3 separate regions of the Mus musculus genome follow, and regions 1 and 3 are each linked to region 2. A link is a contact called in public HiChIP or PLAC-seq data. All regions are on one chromosome and are shown on one strand. The core of a region is the stretch at or near the end of the contact, and the rest is flanking DNA. Distances in the headings are between cores, read along the strand shown.

Evidence for each region. HiChIP or PLAC-seq counts read pairs in DNA pulled down with a chosen protein or histone mark.
Region 1: a BATF HiChIP or PLAC-seq map of CD8 T cells shows a contact between it and region 2, with 6 read pairs. The contact joins two enhancer-like sites. A contact is called at or near these places in 1 of 484 Hi-C or Micro-C datasets (Th2 cells), 2 of 115 datasets of contacts at active chromatin or transcription factors (CD8 T cells and Th17 cells) and 1 of 9 other capture datasets (embryonic stem cells).
Region 3: a contact with region 2 is called in a CTCF HiChIP or PLAC-seq map of CD8 T cells, with 9 read pairs. The contact joins two enhancer-like sites. A contact is called at or near these places in 1 of 15 datasets of contacts at CTCF or cohesin (CD8 T cells), 3 of 484 Hi-C or Micro-C datasets (cortical neurons and liver) and 4 of 115 datasets of contacts at active chromatin or transcription factors (CD8 T cells, T-cell acute lymphoblastic leukemia, effector CD8 T cells and 1 more).

Annotation. Positions count from the first base shown.
Region 1 is chr9:95,349,160-95,351,859 of GRCm38.p6, forward strand. No RefSeq gene overlaps it. Among named protein-coding and RNA genes, the nearest start is that of Gm32018, 40 kb to the left of the region's middle. Within about 2 kb of position 1,297, at least 19 of the 459 cell types and tissues checked have an H3K27ac peak or open chromatin away from gene starts, as enhancers often do. A contact at or near this core is called in CD8 T cells, where this site is marked.
Region 2 is chr9:95,149,931-95,152,733 of GRCm38.p6, forward strand. All of the region lies in intron 14 of Slc9a9 (solute carrier family 9 (sodium/hydrogen exchanger), member 9), which reads left to right. Among named protein-coding and RNA genes, the nearest start is that of Gm32018, 160 kb to the right of the region's middle. Within about 2 kb of position 1,266, at least 40 of the 459 cell types and tissues checked have an H3K27ac peak or open chromatin away from gene starts, as enhancers often do. A contact at or near this core is called in CD8 T cells, effector CD8 T cells and regulatory T cell precursor, where this site is marked.
Region 3 is chr9:95,327,453-95,330,152 of GRCm38.p6, forward strand. No RefSeq gene overlaps it. Among named protein-coding and RNA genes, the nearest start is that of Gm32018, 18 kb to the left of the region's middle. Within about 2 kb of position 1,294, at least 42 of the 459 cell types and tissues checked have an H3K27ac peak or open chromatin away from gene starts, as enhancers often do. A contact at or near this core is called in CD8 T cells, effector CD8 T cells and regulatory T cell precursor, where this site is marked.

The sequences.
Region 1 (2,700 bases), core at 47-2,546, 200 kb after region 2:
TGTGATATTGTGAGACATACAGGAGTAGAAGCCCAGGAAAAACACAGAGGGGTGACACCAGACATCCCATCAAGCAATGACTTGTCTCTTGGGATTCAGTCCAGAGAGATATCAGAAAATAGAACCAAACAGCTGCAAACAGAGTTGACAGGAAATTGGGGCCCACCACTAGGAATTTTTAGCAAGGAAGGATCTTAACACAAAACATTCTATGGAACAGCTCCATGACAAATGAAATGTGCTCATAAGGAGAAATTGGTTTCTGCCCACTGGGCCAACTATAGAGTGGCACTATGAGGAGTGGCACTATGAGGAGGTGTGGCCTTATTGGAGTAGGTGTGGCCTTTGTTGCAGGAAGCACATCACATTGGGGCAGGCTTTAAGATCTCCTATGCTCAAGCTACATCCAGTGACACAGTCTCCTTCTGCTGCAAGATGTAGAACTTCTCCAGCACATCTGCCTGTACATCACCATGCTTCACACCATGATGATAATGGACTGAACCTCTGAAACTCAAGCCAGCCCCAATTAAATGTTTTCCTTTCTAAGAATTGCCTTGGTCATGGTGTATTTTCACAGCAATAAAACCCTACCTAAAGCAACAGCCATCTTATAGCCTTCTCCAGACAAGCAAGAGATGCTGTGGCCTGAACTAAGGCAGCAGAAATAGAAAAGGAAACACAAGACAGTGTTTTCTTGATATTATTTCAAGGTCAGCAGCAACAGACTCAGCAGCTATTGATCGTAGGCAACAAAAATATAAGAAAGTTCACTTGAATGTACAGACGATGTCACGATGGTGTTAGTGTATGTGTTGCTTAGAGACAATATCACAAGACCTGTGGAGTTAGAGCTGTCTATGGAACCTTTCAGAATGTCTGTATTAGAACTGGAAAGAATAGACTGGAGTTTTGGGATTGTATCAGCTGATCTCAAGCAGTGAGGGCCTCAGAGGGGAGGGACAACCTAGAGAGGGCTGGCGGAGCAATAACTGAGCAGAGATTGTTGACCTCGAAGTCAACGCATCTCAGTAAATGAAGATTATCCCAACGAAACAGTCTTGGGTTAACCATTCTGAGATCTGTGAAAATATTCTAATTGAAAAAAAATTCATTAGGGTGCTCATTAGACAGAAAAACCATTTGAGATGCAGATCTATTACCCTTCAGAGTTTATGTTTTCCTGAAGCCTTTTGCTAAGCTGAATCCCATTGTTTTTCTGCTTAGACAGCAGGAACACTAATGATGTGAGCTGTAGTTAAGAAGCATCTCCAAGTCCGCTGCCGGTTGAAAGTTTCAGAATGAATAATGCCAGAGGCACTGGAGGGGAGAGCTGGAAGGAGATGTGTGTGCTGTGCTTTTAAAAATAATGCACTTCACATAAAGAGAAACTATTTAAAACGAGGTAAAGGTTTCAAAATATTAATCACTAATTTTATAGTATACATATAACATATATATGTACATATACATATGCATATGCATATCCACGTGCTCTCTATCTGTACACATCAACTGGAGAGATCAGTTCCCTCTGAAGCAGTCAGTTTCCCTTCTGTCAGATATGACTCATGAGTAAGACTCCACCATCATCAGTGAGATCAGGAGTTTGGCTGCCCTTACATCCTTGCAGCATACTGTAGCTCAGATCACGAACAGCCATCTTCCTTCTGCAGCAGAAATAATCTCCCAGGGTTACACCGGATGTGATTTGAATTCTTGTGGTTTTTGGCCACTTGTAGCTTATTTCTTAAAAAGTCTATTGATCTACTTTCCAGAGAGGCAAACTTAGTTACAACTTTTTTCTCTTTTTGTCTTTAGAGATGACTTCCCCAAAATACTTTTCTACACCCTTAAAAATTAGCATCCTACTGAAGCACTCCATCATACATCTAACTAGACTATGAAATCATCCATAATTACTCAGCAACCCCCCATATAGTCAATTCTGTTCCATGGGGTAAAAAAACAATAGAAGGAATGAAATATGTAGGCAACAAGAGGCAGAAGTTATGTTTTAAGGAAACAACCAAAAATATCAAGAAGCTATAAGCAAGAGCTAAACTGGGCAGCATCAGGCATTAAGTGCTGTAGACTCATCTCTAAAGGAAGGATTCTCATGAATTGTGCAAATCCAGAAGTTTCCATAGAAGAGAAGCTTACTCTAAAACACTGGAGCATGTCTTTTTGTTTTTCTCTATTTTTGTTATGGAGATATTTGTGCTACATCTTGCTACCCAGCTGAGGAGCAGGGCCATAGGTTTGGTGTGTAGATGTCTTTGGGTCCACTGAAAATCCAGAACTTCATTGTGTATTGGAAATGGGATCAAAGCTTTAGTTCCCTCCACTCCCAAGTCCACATCTATGCATCTTGCACACACACACACACACACACACACATACACACACACACACACACACACACACAGAGAGAGAGAGAGAGACAGAGAGACAGAGAGACAGAGAGACAGAGAGACAGAGAGACAGAGACACACAGAGATAGACTGAACATATATACAGAGGAAACACAAGGAGGATTATTTCCCTGCAAGTCTAATGTCTTACATAAGCAGGATGCTTCAGCCTGGTGCAAGCCAATTAAAGCAAAATGGCAGCCTTATGGCCACTGGCACACCCAGCCCCTTGTTCACAGCTCTTCTAGCTATTCACAACTCGTCTTTCATTTAGCTTCTCCCTAGG
Region 2 (2,803 bases), core at 16-2,515:
ACAGTATGGTGATTGGTAATTGTACAAGCGCTTCGCAAACATCAAGTGCTTCATAAAGTTGAAATGATACTAAATTCAGTGACAGGTTTACAGGCCTGAAGGCCTGCAGACGCTCTATGCAGATAGAAACCAAAAAAAAAAATGTATTACATTTTTATTATTTTTAAATTCCTGCTGATTTCCCAGTATATCCAAGATTATGATGAGCATGTAATTTTCCTCTCAGTCTTCAGACACAGCATTTGAGAAATCTTTCCGCCTGCATCTTTGGTTCCCACAAATGTCACTCCTCCAAGATGCCTCACTGTGACATGGCCCCTGTGACATGGCCACCTTTGGCCTTCCTGCAAGGAGCTGATGTCCTCTGGCTGGCTAAGGCTTCCCCTTCCTGACCCAGCCTTGTCGGGAATGTTTGTGTTTCCAGTAGGAAATGCACCTAAATTCCTGCTGAGCCTGTTTCTCTGGTGAGCCCAGGCTGTGGCAAATGGCTAAGAAGACTGGGGGGGCTTTAGGGAGATTTCAGTTCGAGATTTTCCAAACTTCTCTTCTGGACTCATAAGTAGGTCTCGCAATCAGTTTGGTAGGCTCTTACCCAGAAGTTTTTAATACATCAGAGCACATTGCAGAATTAGAAATAAATATTATTTGTGTCGCTGGTGTCAGGGCATGCATGTGTTTGTGCTTGGGCTGAAAAAATATGAAAACAAAACAAAACAAACAAACAAAAAAAAAAAAACTAAAAAACAAACATCATTCCTTGAAGTGGTCAGAAGTGGTCATGTTCAAAAGATCCTGAATGCCTGAGCTCTGTTGGCGTTGTGCCCTGTTGTGCCCTCGTGCAGGAATTCTCAGGCTTTTCCCCCAATTGTTTTAAGTTGTCAGCAAGTTAGAGAAGTTGCTATACAACCTCAGAGGAGAGCCCTCATCCCTTGGTTTTGGAAAAGTACAGAGGTGATGCCTTTGAGCTGGACTGGGAGAGGAAGGTAGAACTTGACAGGTTCTTGGATGGGGAGGATGGGTACAAAGCACAAGTTAAGGTTCTGACTTCTTGGATACGAAACCTCAGGCTCCCTGCCCCCTCCAACCTGCCCCCTCCAAGCCACGGTTTTTTAAATCCATTAAATGAGCACAGTCACATGTGTCCTACACAAAAACTGTAATGTCCAACTGGAGCGAGCAAAATCCGTATAAGTCAAACGAACACTAGGTGTGCTCACTGTCTCCAGGCAAAGCCACATTCAGAGAGAAGACAAGAGGGGCAAGTGTTATGTGTGCTTGGCAGGAAGTGAGAGCTGCAGCCTGGCACATTGAGGACTGGCCAGTAGAAGAGACTCTGAGGAGCCACATGAAGTGAAATTTGTAAAGAGCCTAAGCTCTGAGTCCTGGGGGATTTGTCTGAATGCAATTTGGGAGACAATGAAGAATCAGGAGCTACATCCAAACAGGAATGACAGAAGCTGCTTTTAGGAAGATTGACCTAACACTGATTTGGGAGAAGTCACGGGGTACCTAATTATGGTACTTACAACGGGAAGAGACAGGAAAGAGGCAAGAGCTAGGAAATTGTTGCCCTCCATCCTCAGGATTGGGTGTGGTATTTGTGGGGACGTCAGAGCTACAGAGAGAAAGAGCCAGGCTGTAAGGAAGCAGGGGTCCAGGTGGCCATAGGTGTCCAGCTGGATGACACTAGTCATAGTCACAGACTAGGGGAAGGACACTAAGAGGTGAAGCTCCCTCTCACCCAGGGAAACTCATTTTTGAGGTGCTCACGCTGAGCCAGATCTTGAGAATAAGCAAGCCACTTGCCTCACAGGTGGTGTTCTCTAGTGAACTTGCTATCTCCCTTCCTGCAGCTCTCTTACAGAGGAGCACTCCACAGTTAACACCCTGCGCGAAGAAGAGGCAGAACATTTATTTCAGTACTTTGCGCTAATTTGGTCTCATCAACTTGTCTTCTGTCTGCAGACCTCACTGAAATTCACCTCAGGCTAGCTCATGTTATGAATAGGCACGGCTGCACCACATCCTCCCAAGCCAAGTTCAGACTCATTAGCCTGAGGCAGCACAGCATGAGTCAGACAGCTCAGTTCACACCATTGGCACTTACCAGCTATGTGATGTGAGGGGAACCTCTTGAACTCTCTGGACCCTGATCTTTAAAATAAGGATGATGACAATGATAATCTCTACCTTGCAGGGGCTGGGTGAGACTCCCACGGCTGTACTCAGCATGTGTAACAAAGAGCTTAGAGGATGGGGGTGGGCTGTTATTACTCAAGGGCATGAATTGATACTGCTTCCCCATAATCACCCCATAGCCTTCCCCTTTTTCTATAGAAGAGCCTTCCTAGGCTCTGTCCAGGGGCAGTAAGTGATCTTACTACTGCCCCTCTGATCTCTGGATACAATGAAACCCAGCTACATACTCTCCCAGCAAAATATTTTTGTTTTATCTCAGCTTGCTTTGGAAAAGAAGATCAACATTCAGAGATGAGACTACTTGCTCTCTAGTGTTTCAAGAGCTGAGGACAGAGTATCGTAGGGAGAGAAGAAAGGAGGGAGGGAGGGAAGGAGGGAGGGAGGGAGGGAGGGAGGGAAGGAAGGGGTGCGTTTGGCTGCAGGCAAAAGAGTCCTGGGGTCACTGGCTTCCTCTGCTTCACCACCTAGTAGAATACTGCCCATATTTTCTATCATAAATTGTGACTGTAACCATTATGTATACAAGTGCCTTTATTCAAGTGAATAGAATGCCCACTGTAGGAAAAGTCAGGTGTTTCCCAAATAGAAACAAAACTCATCATAT
Region 3 (2,700 bases), core at 44-2,543, 180 kb after region 2:
CCTCATACACTTTCATACAAAATATTTTTTTCATCCCAAAACATTTCCCTTCCTTTAGCCTTCTTTATCAGAAATATACTTTATGTCAATAACTCTTCTCTCAGGAAATTACTTTGTACCACAGATACTAGTTACTATCCCGAATACATTGTAAAAGAAAAGTTGTGTTGATGATGTAGCAAAACACATGCTTATTTGTGAATTCTAAGGTGTTCTGTATATATTTGAGCAAAACCTCTTTTTCTTAAGTTTTATATCTATCTATACACCTGTGCGTTCTCATCCACATGCGTGCTCACACCTTACAATCAGGTTCATATGACTTTAACAGTGGCAAGGTCTTAGGTTTCCTTGTCCCCTTGGGACACAGAGACACATAAAGACAGCTTGCAAACAAGTAACACTTAGGAACACAGATTATACACAGCTGCAGCCCAGAAACAAAATGACAACACATTCCATAACAGGAGTACATCTCACCACGGAGAGGGCAAAGGGCAGAATGGAAGCTCATAGCTGAGCAGGCAGTGTGCTTAGGAAGGCTCCTGCTGCAGACAGGGACAGTGGCTCACACAAGGTTTTATTGCATGTGCCTGAGAGCTGCGGGGCAGGGGCCAAGGAGGGATGTAGGAAGGAGCAGACCTTCGTGGCCTGGATGTAGTTCCTGAGGATGGAAAAAGATATGGGAAGAGGCTTGACTGAGGGGATTTGAGAAGCTACAGAAGCATCTTTTGGGCCCTCTTAATTAAATATGGACTATCAGGTTAGTTGTCTGCGAGTGAGAGGTAGCCACCCCTGCTCAATTCTGAAGTTACTTTGACTGGTGGGAACCCAGTCCTTGAAAGCTTGCCGGCAGTGGGGGTGCGTACTCAACCCGGTTCTAAAGATGTTTGTTAAGGACTGAGTTTTGCTTTCTATTTTTTAAATGTTAGCTCAGGCATGAGTCAGGATGGGCTGTAAAGAATGAGGGCCCCCCAACAACTGGAGCAGGGGAGGTGGGCCGTTTCCCAAAAGCTGTTGCCTGTACATGAGATTTGTTCTTTTAGCTGGTCTGCCTTGTCTCACCTCAGTAGGAGAGGAAGGGCCTAGCCTATCAGAGACTTGAAGTGCCAGGATGGGGGCGGGGGGGGGGGGGCGCGGCGGTATACTCAGGGAGGCCCCACCCACTCAGAGAAGGGGAAGGAAGGATAGGGGAAGGGTTGTGGGAAGGGGTGACTGGGAGGGGAGCAGTGAGCAGGGTGTACAGTAAATAAATGGAAGAACAAGAGAGAGAGAGAGATCCCCTTCCTGTCTGACTTGGGGTGAAAGCTGGTTTCACTTCAGCCAACAGTGAAATAGAGGGCAGACTCATCTTCCTGGGGCGGGGGTGGGGTGTCTAAGAATTTGTAGGTGGTAACAAGGTGACCTTTTTGATGGGAGAGGAAGAGGTTGGTTAATGCGTGAGGCCCTGAGACAAGTCCAGATGGGGCACCACATGGAGGAGAGAGGCTGCGTGGTGAATATCCTTGCCAAGACAGGGAGAAAGGAGAAGGGAACACGCACGTAAGGAGAAGGGAGCACGCACTTATCAGAGCAGGGGAGAAGTCAAAGAACGAGACTTTGAGTGACACCATTTGGGAGAAACTAGCCTCGTATATGATCAAAGCAAGGAGTCTGGCTAGTGGAGAGGCAGCCTGTTACCTCCCGCAGAAAAGTTTCCATTTCTGGCCACCCAGAGAAAGAAGCCTTGAGGAGTAGGTTTTTAGTAGTACGATTTGGCAAAGTAGAAAAGTATCGATACTGGAAGTCCTCAGCCATTTGCCGTTCACAGCATGAAGTTGCTGTGTAGGAGTTCTGAGGTCAAAGGTACACGTGATGGGCTATGAGGTGACTTAGTTGATTGGTGGAGAGGGATCAGAGACAAGCATCCTCAACTCTAACTCTCTTCTGGAGGTGTGACAAATGTCACAAACGGTGAGCTCGGTGGGAATAAGCGTCCTTAGATTCAGCTGATGGAGGGCAATGGGATCTAACCCAGTCCTGGTAGAAGACTCTGACCCAGGACCCAAGTTGTCAGAAAAAGTTCAAGAGAAGGAAAAAGTCCCCAGTGGAAAGTGGAAGCCAGTGTCAAGTTCAGGACTTTCTAAATGGCGATCCATTTTAGTGGAGCCTTCATCTGAACCACAGAAGAATTTCAGGCTTGGGGACAAAGGGGGACACTGAGACGGGCTGTCCTTTGTGGCAAGATATTTAATAGGAGAGCTGTTAACACCACAGGCAGACAGACATCTGGTGGGGCTCTGAATAGAGTTCATACTCATGCAGCAAAGTATCCAGGCCTTTGTACACATTTCAGAAGCGGGGAGGTTACGTGCCACCATGACAGTCCATAGTATGTGCCTGTCATCAGGCACACACCCCAGGAACGGGGATAGGGGAGAGGAAAGGGTCTTACCGTTCAAAACGGAAATCTGTGACCTCAAGGGTGGTGCATGGTTCATTTAGTTAATATGCATCCATCACACACATTGAGTCCCATGGTAGAAGGCAGAAAAGCAAGGGTACAAACTCCTTCCGCCAAGCCCTTTTACAAAGGCATTTAATTCCACTCCTTCAGAGGTGGTACGGTTTGGGGCCCCTCCCCTATCTTCGCTGGGATTTTGAGCGGGTTGATCTCGTGCTGGTCTTTTGCAGTTATTGAGAGCTGATGTGTGCAGTAGC